3 separate regions of the Sus scrofa genome follow, and all the other regions are linked to region 1. The links are chromatin contacts, called in public Hi-C maps. All regions are on one chromosome and are shown on one strand. The core of a region is the stretch at or near the end of the contact, and the rest is flanking DNA. Distances in the headings are between cores, read along the strand shown. Region 1 overlaps RBPJ (recombining binding protein suppressor of hairless). Region 2 has its middle 51 kb from the start of SMIM20. Region 3 holds the start of SMIM20 (small integral membrane protein 20).

What was found. Hi-C and Micro-C count contacts between places; a contact is called where the count stands out from the background.
Region 2: a contact with region 1 is called in a Hi-C map of embryonic fibroblasts, with 2.6 times the contacts expected there. The contact joins two enhancer-like sites. A contact is called at or near these places in 1 of 5 promoter capture datasets (liver), 21 of 47 Hi-C or Micro-C datasets (adipocytes, alveolar macrophages, blood and 14 more) and 2 of 2 datasets of contacts at active chromatin or transcription factors (alveolar macrophages and skeletal muscle).
Region 3: a contact with region 1 is called in a Hi-C map of embryonic fibroblasts, with 2.6 times the contacts expected there. The contact joins the promoter of SMIM20 here to the enhancer-like site in region 1. A contact is called at or near these places in 4 of 47 Hi-C or Micro-C datasets (embryonic fibroblasts, heart right ventricle and skeletal muscle) and 2 of 2 datasets of contacts at active chromatin or transcription factors (alveolar macrophages and skeletal muscle).

Annotation. Positions count from the first base shown.
Region 1 is chr8:20,140,854-20,144,188 of Sscrofa11.1, reverse strand. The region is part of intron 3 of RBPJ (recombining binding protein suppressor of hairless); the gene reads right to left. Among named protein-coding and RNA genes, the nearest start is that of CCKAR, 58 kb to the left of the region's middle. Within about 2 kb of position 1,283, at least 4 of the 83 cell types and tissues checked have an H3K27ac peak or open chromatin away from gene starts, as enhancers often do. A contact at or near this core is called in embryonic fibroblasts, where this site is marked.
Region 2 is chr8:19,750,123-19,753,098 of Sscrofa11.1, reverse strand. No RefSeq gene overlaps it. Among named protein-coding and RNA genes, the nearest start is that of SMIM20, 51 kb to the right of the region's middle. Within about 2 kb of position 1,353, at least 18 of the 83 cell types and tissues checked have an H3K27ac peak or open chromatin away from gene starts, as enhancers often do. A contact at or near this core is called in embryonic fibroblasts, where this site is marked.
Region 3 is chr8:19,699,081-19,702,284 of Sscrofa11.1, reverse strand. It overlaps SMIM20 (small integral membrane protein 20), which reads right to left and starts at 1,263. Exons shown (of 3, transcript XM_003356880.4): 1 at 1,018-1,263. The coding sequence starts at 1,126.

The sequences.
Region 1 (3,335 bases), core at 34-2,533:
TCAAGAAAACAGCAAATCCAATATAAACATTAAGATAATTTCTACCGTGCAATGATGAAATCATATTTTAAACACCCCTATATGGCCACCCCCTAAAAACTAGCTAATGAATCAACTCTTCATTTCCATAGGCTTCAGAAATAATTTAATAATCAAACCAAAGTTAAGATTCAATACAAAAAAACTACAAACAAGAAAAAAGACAAAAGAAAGGAGGGAGTTCCCTGGTAGCTCAGTGGGTTAAGAATCTGGCATTCTCATTGCTGTGGCTCAGGCCACTGCTGTGGTACAGATTCAATCCCTGGCAGGGGAACTTCTGTATGTGATGGGTATGACCAAAAAAAAAAAAAAGAGAGCGAGAGTGAGAGCGAGAGAAAAGAGGGGGGAAAAAAGGAAGTTAAAGGGAAAAAGAAAAAAATGTCAATTAACCAAAAGTAAAACAAAATACACCCTTACAATAGCATGTGAATCAATTTTCTTTTTTAATTTGGACAGTTGGTCAATATGTACCAAACACTCAGTGAAAAGTCTGACCATCAAGAGGTCAACTTTCAGAGTTTAACAGTTTCTAAAAAAGGATATTTTAGGAAACAATATGCCTTTATTTTCTAATCTTTCCCAGTAGCTCCATCTAATAAACTGTGACAAGCAATGCTTTTTATCGGCCACTTGGTGGCGTTATGCACACATTTATGATTTTAATAATTTCCTAGTTCAAACAATCACTCTTTATTTTCGGTGATTCAACAACTTTTTCCCTCAAATTTTGAGATGAAGTCTGGAAAATACCTTACAGACTCAAAGAAGCTTTTTTATTCAGCCCAATATATAAGGTTAGACAAAAATCCAAAAACATCATTTGCATTATCTAACTTTCTTGGCAGAATCATTACCCTTTGCTGATTATTCATACTTGCCCTGACACAAAGTTGAAGGAATGTTAATATGTCAAATGGCGTTTCCATATCTTTAATGGAAATTTTCTTCTAGACAAAATAATTTTTTTAAGTTTATTTTTCAATCTGGAAAGACCTTCTTCAATGAAAAAATAAAACTAACCATGAACATAAATGGGATACCAGATGAGTTACGCAAATAAATACTCATTATCAAGCACAAAAGTGAATACTGAGAACAATTTTAAATTTTAGGATAAAACTTCCTGACCAAATATTTCTAGCATCATTCATTGGAGTTACTTTGTAAGCCAAGAGGACTGTTGTGGTCATGTCCCCAGGTTACCTCATGCCTAACGCCTTAGCAGTTTTTCAAAAAGGCCTGAATATGATCAGCAAGGACGAAAGCAGAGCTTCCTCTTTCCACTGCACTCCGCTAGGGGCTACAGGACAAGACCTCTTCCGGCAGGAAGCCTTACTAGTCATCCAGGAGGCTGGACTCTGTTAGCAGACCCTTACTAACACTATTAAAAACTAGAGTAATTTTAATAGGTTTCTACGTTTATTGTAAAACTAGTGCATGTTTCTTCTAGAAATTTTAATACATATGAAAGAGGTTATTCTGGCTTTTTCTTTTTTTTTTTTTTTCCCCATTTTTTGGAGTCAGAAGCTTAGATTCTTTGAGCTTTCCTTTGGGGTTTTAGACTGACCAGGCTATACCCAAATAATAGAAAGAAGCTGAAAATAAAGGCAATCATACAAAAGGAGAAAGTAGGAGATGGGTAAATTATGGGGCTGGGATTGACATATACACATGACTATATAGAGAACAGACAGGAATGAGGACCTACTGTATAACACAGGAGAATTTACGCAGTACTGTGTGGTAACCTACATGGGAAAAGAATCTAAAGAGGAATGGATATATGCATACGTATAACGGATTTACTTTGCTGTATACCTGAACTTACCACAACTTTGTAAGTCAACTACTTATCCCAATAAAAATTCTAAAATATAAAAAAACAAAGGCCATCATAATAAAAGATAACCATTAAATCACCTATTTTAACTTGATAAGCCACTACAGCTTTGTATTTTAACGCTTACTAACAAAGAGGAACCTTATCTGGACTATACTTTTTTGAATAGCTCTTCCCCTTCTATTATTTCCACCGGGCCTCAGTTATCCATCATAGTATTAAATGATATAGTGGTTTTTAAGATTCCCAACGAAGAGCCTTTTGCATAGTACCTGGGCTCTAACATTATCAGAAATGCAGAATAAATGAGGCAATAAATCAATCTAATTGTACTAAAACCTATCTTCAAAAATCCGGGGGAAAAAAACAGCAACACTGCCCAGGTTGGCAGCTATATAGTGAACATATGTTTATGCGTATTTCCATTAGATCCAGCCCAATCTCACTTAGTTAATGGTAAAAGAGAGAATCTCAGGCAAAGTTAAGTTTATAAAGTTTGGGTTCTTTAGGCATATTTAGGTTCTTAGGTAACTTCTCCATGCCCAAACCTTGCTTTAGATAATTAACACTCAAATGCAAAATGGAAGGTAATAAAAATAAGGGAAATGAAAAAAAATATGAAATTTAGAATTACGGACCCAGGAGTTCCAGTCCTGGCTCCATCACTCCTAACTAAAGTGAACCTGGGCATGTTAATCTCTTATCTTTAGTCTTCTTATTCACAAAATGAGAATTAAAACATGTCTACTCCATAATATTATTCTGAGGATTAAAATTTAAAGATATTTGTAAGGCATTTCCAGAACAATGTCAAGCTCATGACTAGGGAAATGGTTCCTTCTTCAGATTCACTATGAGGTACAAGGCTGGCCTTTTAGACCCATCTCAAGCAATCAGGGTATTGACTTGTTTTGTTTAAATGGACAGAAGACAATCTCTTAGATACATAAGTTTTCATCATTAGAAGCAGGACCTGAATTTCCAGTATTAATTTCATGCAAAAAGTGGCTACTATCTGGATTTGGTTTCTATGTCCCAAACTGTAGGCACCAACTTCTTCCTACATTTAACTCTAAATCAGATGATTAAGTTTCATTAGTGAAGTAAAACAGAATAATCAGAAATTTAGTACACTGGAATAACTAAAAAAGAACACTGGACAGTATGATTCTGAAATACTGTTTTCACATATTCATTCTCTTGGAGGATAAAATTATCAACTAAATAGTTTCACCTTCTTTTCAGTTCAGATTTAGAGGACTTCGAGAAAAAGACTACTTAAAATGCTTGTAGCACGTAAATTAATTATATACTACATTTCCCTTCTCTTATGCATATGCTAAGATTTTCTTTATCTCACAAACTCTTAAGATGCTACTCATTCCTTTTAACCCAACACCCAAACCTGAGTTTTCATTCCTTCTCCCACATCAGTTTTGGTGTCTTTCTAATCAAT
Region 2 (2,976 bases), core at 104-2,603, 390 kb after region 1:
GAGTCTGCACCCAGGAAACGCTGCCTAAGGGCCCCTAGGAGGGTCTTCACCGACTGAGCTTTGCGTGATGTTGTAGGTTGAATCGTGTCCCTACCAAAGATGGGCTGAAAGACTCAGTTCTGGTACCTGCAAATGTGACTATATTTGGAAATAGGGTCTTGGCAGGTGTTAAGATCAACTTGAGATGGGGGGTGGACCTACCTAATCCCAGACGACCGATGTCCACGTAAAAAGAGGAGACAACAGCAGAAGTTGGCAAAACCCTGTAAATCAACTATACCTTCGTAAAAAATTTAAAAGTTTAAAAAAAAAGAGGAGGGAGTTCCCACTGTGGCTCAGTGGAAACAAACCCAACTAGTATCCGTGAGGCTGCAGGTTCTATCCCTGACCTCACTCAGAGGGTTAAGGATCAGGTATTGCCGTGAGCTGTGGTATAGGTGGCAGATGCAGCTCAGATCCCCTGTGGCTGTGGCTGTGGCGTAGGCTGGCAGCCGTAGCTCTGCTTCGACCCCTAGCCTGGGAACTTCCATGTGCCCTGGGTGCAGCCCTAAAAAGACAAAAAAAAAAAAAAAAAGGATACAGACATACAGACAGAGACTAACAGCATGAACCCCATGTGAAGCGACATGTCTACAAGCCAGGGGACACCAAGGATTGCCATCAGAAGCTAAAAGGAAGACATGGAACCCATTCTCCCCTGGAACCTTCAGAGAGAGCATGGCCTTGCTGACACCTTGATTCTGGATTTGAGCCTCCAGAACTTGTGAGAAATAACATTTCGTTATTTTAAGTCACCAAGCTGGCGGTACTTTGTGAGAGCAGCCACGGGAAACTAACACCAGTGACCCAATAGGTCTTTGGAAGAGCTGAGTATCTAGATGGGAACCAGATCTGGGTCCTGGTACTTGTTTTCTAGGAGCCGAACCTTAGGGATTTGCTGGTACCTGCATCCAGATGATGGAATCCCTGGGAGCTGGTTTAGAAGCAGAGAGAGAAAAGTGGAGGAAGCGGAAGTTTCATCCGACACCCGAGCCCATTCAACCCAGGCCTTGGGCTGCGAGGACAGGGGACAGGGGCTGCCACAGAGAGCCTGGCTCAGACAAAGTGAGAGTTCTCCAGCGTTTTTGGACCTCCTGCCTGCGCTCACGAGGCCCTCTGTTTAAATGAGGATGAAATCGGAAGCACGGGTCTTCACCAGCGGTTACCGGAAACCCAGATTGTAAAATACGAAGGAGAAAGAATCAGAACGATCTGGCCGGGGTTTGGGCCAACATTCCAGAACTCTGATTCAAGATGGGGAACAGATCCCCGGGCCCTAGCGGTCTCCAAGCTCTCGGTAAAAATATCAACACAGGCTGAGATGAAATCACAGGGGCGGAGGCAGAGTCATTTCCCCCTGGAGATTTAGAGTTACAGTCCCGGGGGTGGGAGAGACCTTCCAAGTCAGTCCGTATTGTAGGGCTGTTGGAAGCAAGGGCTTGGGGGGCAGGCAGGTTTGGGTTCGTGTCTACCTCCTTGGCTCTGGGCAGTGACAACTCCAAGTTCGGGGACTCTGGGCTTCTCTCCTGAGAAATGAGGACCAGGGACCAACATCCTGGGCTCTAAAGATGCTGGTAAAGACCTTAGCACAGCGCCTCATGCGTCACAACGACTGAGAGAGCCCCAAGTCTTGCTATTAGGATTGTTGTTATTTAATCCAGCTCAGCAATGCCCAGATCCCTCTATGAAGGGCCCCCCTGCCTATTTTTATTTTTATTTTTATTTATGTATTTATGTATTTTTGCCTTTTTGCCTTTTCTAGGGCCACTTCCTGCGGCATCTGGAGGTTGCCAGGCTAGGGGTTGAATCGGAGCTGTAGCCACCAGCCTATGCCAGAGCCACAGCAACGCCAGATCCTAGCGAGCAACCTACACCGCAGCTCAATGCAACGCCAGATCCTTAATGCACTGAGCAAGGCCAGGGATCGAACCCGCAACTTCATGGTTCCTAGTCGGATTTGTTAACCGCTGCGCCACAGCCAGGAACACTGCCCCTGTCTATTTTTAAATGTCTCTAGCCCATGCCTCTCTGAATACCTCTGTTAGAACCTTCTTTCTACAGTAGGTAGTAACCTGTAAGGAAGATCTGCTTGGCTGAGCTGTGCTCCATGTTTACAGACAGGCAGTGCAGTCAGATGGTTAGAGACGCGGGCCCTGGGCCACCGTCTAATCCCATCTCTCCCTTTGAATTTGCCCTTGAGCAAATTACTCACCTGTCAGTTAACTCGGGGTCACAATGGTTCTCACCATGTCCTTCGTGGTTACATGATGGTTTTATATTCATTCAGTGCCTGGGCTTCCTTATCCGGGGGATGGTGAGAATGACGATGAGAAGGATCGAGCCTTCCTCCTGCAACTGTCCTAGATTCAACCGCATAGCGCACAGAAGGCACTTAGAAGGGAGGCTGACATACAGCAGGTCTCAATAATTAGCTGTTATTGATGTAACTTCCATCCCTCAGTTTAATCCTATCATGTCCCTCTTCCAGTTTGTTTTTAATCTTAATAAAGTACATGTCAATTAGCCTAGGGATGCATCAAACAACCAGTGTCAGGAGCACCCCTTGTGGTTCAGCAGGTTAAAGTCTGGACATTGTCTCTGGGAGGATACGGGTTTGATTCCTGGCCTCGCTAGCGGGGTTAAGGATCCTGTGTTGCTGCAAGCTGCAGCGGAGGTCGCAGATGCAGCTCAGATTCAGGGTGGCTGAGGCTGTGGCACAGGCTGCAGGTGCAGCTCGGATTCCACCCCCGGGTGGGAATGTCCATATGCCACAGGTGCAGCAGTAAGAAGAAAAGCAAAACAGGAGTTCCCATTTGGCTCAGCAGTAATGAACCTGACTAATATCCATGAGGTTGCGGGTTCAATCCCTGGCCTCGCTCAGTGGGTTAAGGATCCAACACTGTCTTGAGCAGTGGTGTAGGTCTCAGATATGGCTCA
Region 3 (3,204 bases), core at 14-2,513, 440 kb after region 1:
GTCAGAGCATTTATACAGCACTTTTGCCTTCAAATCACCAAGCTCACAGCCTCCACTGATATTCTCAAGGGGCAAGGTTGGCCCTTTTCCATCTTCTAGATGATTCAGGTTTCCTGGAGAACAAAATGAGCCTCTAATGCCTAATATTTTCTCTCTGACAGATGGTTTCAGATGTATCAAAGTGCTAATCCTTGCTGAGGTATAGGTCTCAAGGAAGGGGAGTGTGGCTTTTAGAATGATAGGACTGGAATGATTAAGGAAGAAAATTACTCCCAGGATATTCACCATTGTCATGTGAGTAACCAGCTTAAAATGAAGGAAGATAGCAGAATCTGAAGGAAGATTTGAGGAGAAAGAAGAGGAAAAACCCAAAACCTCAGGTTAACAGTTTAGCTCTGAGACATTTCTGATCAAAGACATCTTTGGGAGCGGAAATGAAGTGCAATAAACACATCTGCAAGTTCAGGACAATTAGGGCCCACCTCCCTCCCCCAATATCACCTTCCCAGCTTCAGTACAAGGAAGAAATTCTGGAGACAGAGGCCTGGGTTGGAATACGTGTCTTGCCGCTAACAGCTGTGTGACTTTGGGCATGTTACACAACCTGAGTCTCAGTTTCCCCGTCTGTAAGACAGCAACATGTACCTCAAAAAAAGGTGTAAATTAAAAGATCCTATGTGCATTAACGAGACATAGAAGCCTGCAGTGAATGTTAGCTATGAATATTAACTCGTATTTAGTGTTGACCTACGACGTGCAGACTGCCTTTGAGTCTCAGCAGAGGCTAGACGGTTTTATTTTAAGATACTACAGAAACACATAACTACTGATGAAGATAGTGAGGGCCCAAGAGGTGGAGTCACTTGTCCACGGTCACAAAGCTGCACACAAAGGATTCGAACCCAGGTCTCCCTGACTCGCGAGCCAAGCTCTGCCCAAGGCCCCACGTGGAGAGGATGGGGAAAGAGAGGGAGTCACTGGGACCAGGGCACCGCGTGGTGGTCAGAGGTCACTCACGGTACTCCTCCAGCCGCATTAGGGGCCGGAAGTAGATGGGGTAGAAGGCGGCGCCGATCAGGGTGATGAAGCCACCAAAAATGAGCGCGGTGCGCAGATTCGTGGACATGGCTCTGAACCGGGCCTTCGCTGACCCGCTGAGGACACCGAGCTCTCGCAATCCTGGCTCCTGCCCGCTGGGTCGTGACCCGGCTGGGAAGTGGAGAAACGGCTTTTGCTTCCGGGCCTTGTGGGCGGGGCTAGGAGGCGGAACAGGGGCGGGAAGAGGTTGGGTCAAGGGTGGCACCGAAGGCGGGGCTTAGGACTGGGTGGGGCTAGGGCAGGGGGTGGGGCTGGGGCGGGGGTGGGACTAGGGGAGGAAGGGGCGAGGCGTGTAACCCCACGCACCGCCTCCGGGCGGTGCCTGGCAGCGCCTGGCTGCCTGGCTCCGGAGGGCGAGCGCCAGCTGGGAGAATGGAGAGTGGAGCTTTTATTGCTCTTGATCTCAGTTCCGCCCCCTGCCCTAAACCGGGTTCACCTCTCAGCCGCTCCACCCACACTCTTCTGACCTCGTTACCACTCCCTCCTTTACCAACCAAACTTCCTTCTTCCACCACTGGTTTGATTTTCATGACTCCACCAAGAGGTGGATGCTCTCTAGGGCTCATTGATTTAATCCACATATCTTTTACAGATGAGGAAATCCTGTCTTGGCTGCATGATTTAAACAAGTTGCTTGGCCTTAAGGGCGGTTTGAGGGGATTAGAGACAAATGCAAATCGCCTGACCCTGGATGGCCAGCAGGGGCTTCTGAACCAAGGCTAGCTTGGGAGGAATATTATTGCAACATCCAAACTACAAGTAAATCTTTTCTGACTCTGATCTTCCATGCTCTCCTCTCTCCCTCTTCCCTTTGTTGGATGTCAGGATTACGAATGAGGATGGGGAATAGAGATCCGTGCAGGGCAGGGAGCCAGCAGCCAGTTCTACTAATGGGACCTTGGGGCTCTGCCTTGTTGCCTGGGGTGGAAGCCACTGAGGACAGATCTGCTTCCTCTTCCTGTGATTGCCATCCTTCATGTTTCTGGGGGGGGGCTGTGTCAGTATATGACCCACCCAGCGGTACTGGACAGCTGAGACTAAGATTCCCTGGGCTTTCACTCAATCGTTTTTAAATAAGAATGATACCAGCAGCTGGGGGCTGGGGAACAAATCTTGACCCCAGCATCATTATTTAGTGCAGAAAAGATTTACGATCTTTCGGAAATGGTGTGGAGGTCACAGGTTTCCTCTTTTCTTTGTAGTTTTGTAGTTGAGTCAAGCTACTATGTACCTCTGTGGTTCCAGAAGCATATAAATCAGGTATTCAATCTGTCAGCAGATTTATGGACTGTCCGCTGTGCCCCAAACATCAGGCAAAGTGCCACGGGGGACACAAAGATGAATAAGACATGACCCTTGCTCTCCAGGATCCTGTCATGTGGATGGAGGGACAGGACATATACATAAAAAGACAGCTAATGACCCGACACAGCCTGTTGCTGATGAGTGATGGAGTCTTGGGGGCTGCAGAAGTTCAGAGGAGGAAGACAGATGACTGTAGGTGAGATAACTGCTCCTCGGGTGCTTACAGGAGCTTGTTAGGGTGAGGATAGAAGACTTTATAGCAAAGAGGGAAGCTGCGATGCCTGCTTTATATCATGTGATGTAAAAACTCAGGTATACTGCACATTTGTCATTTTAGCCTCCCAGCATCCACTTCTTTTTCTATTAATAATACCCCAACTATCTTTTGGCAAACCACTCCTCTCCCATTCTCAATCTGTGAAGAAAACTGGGGTTCCCATGCACCCTATTTTTACTCTCTCCCAGCTCTCAGGGTTAAGCATTTAACCAAGCCTGACCAAGCTCCCCCACTCATCACGGGATTGTCTGGCACTGGACCCAGGCCTGATTGTCCAGTGGGGCTGCATCCTCCTGGCCATGTGACCCAAACTGAGCTAACCACAATCTATCCTAACTACTAGAAGGCTGGATTTGAACTTGAAGGGATGCAGCTCTTGAAGGGATGCTGGGGACCACGATGTAGATACTGAGCATGGAGAGAGTACAGCAGAAGGAGAGCCAGGAGATGGGAGAAATCAGATGCTGACATTATATTTGAGCCCCTGAATCCAGCTGTGCCCAAACCGGATTTTCAGTAACATG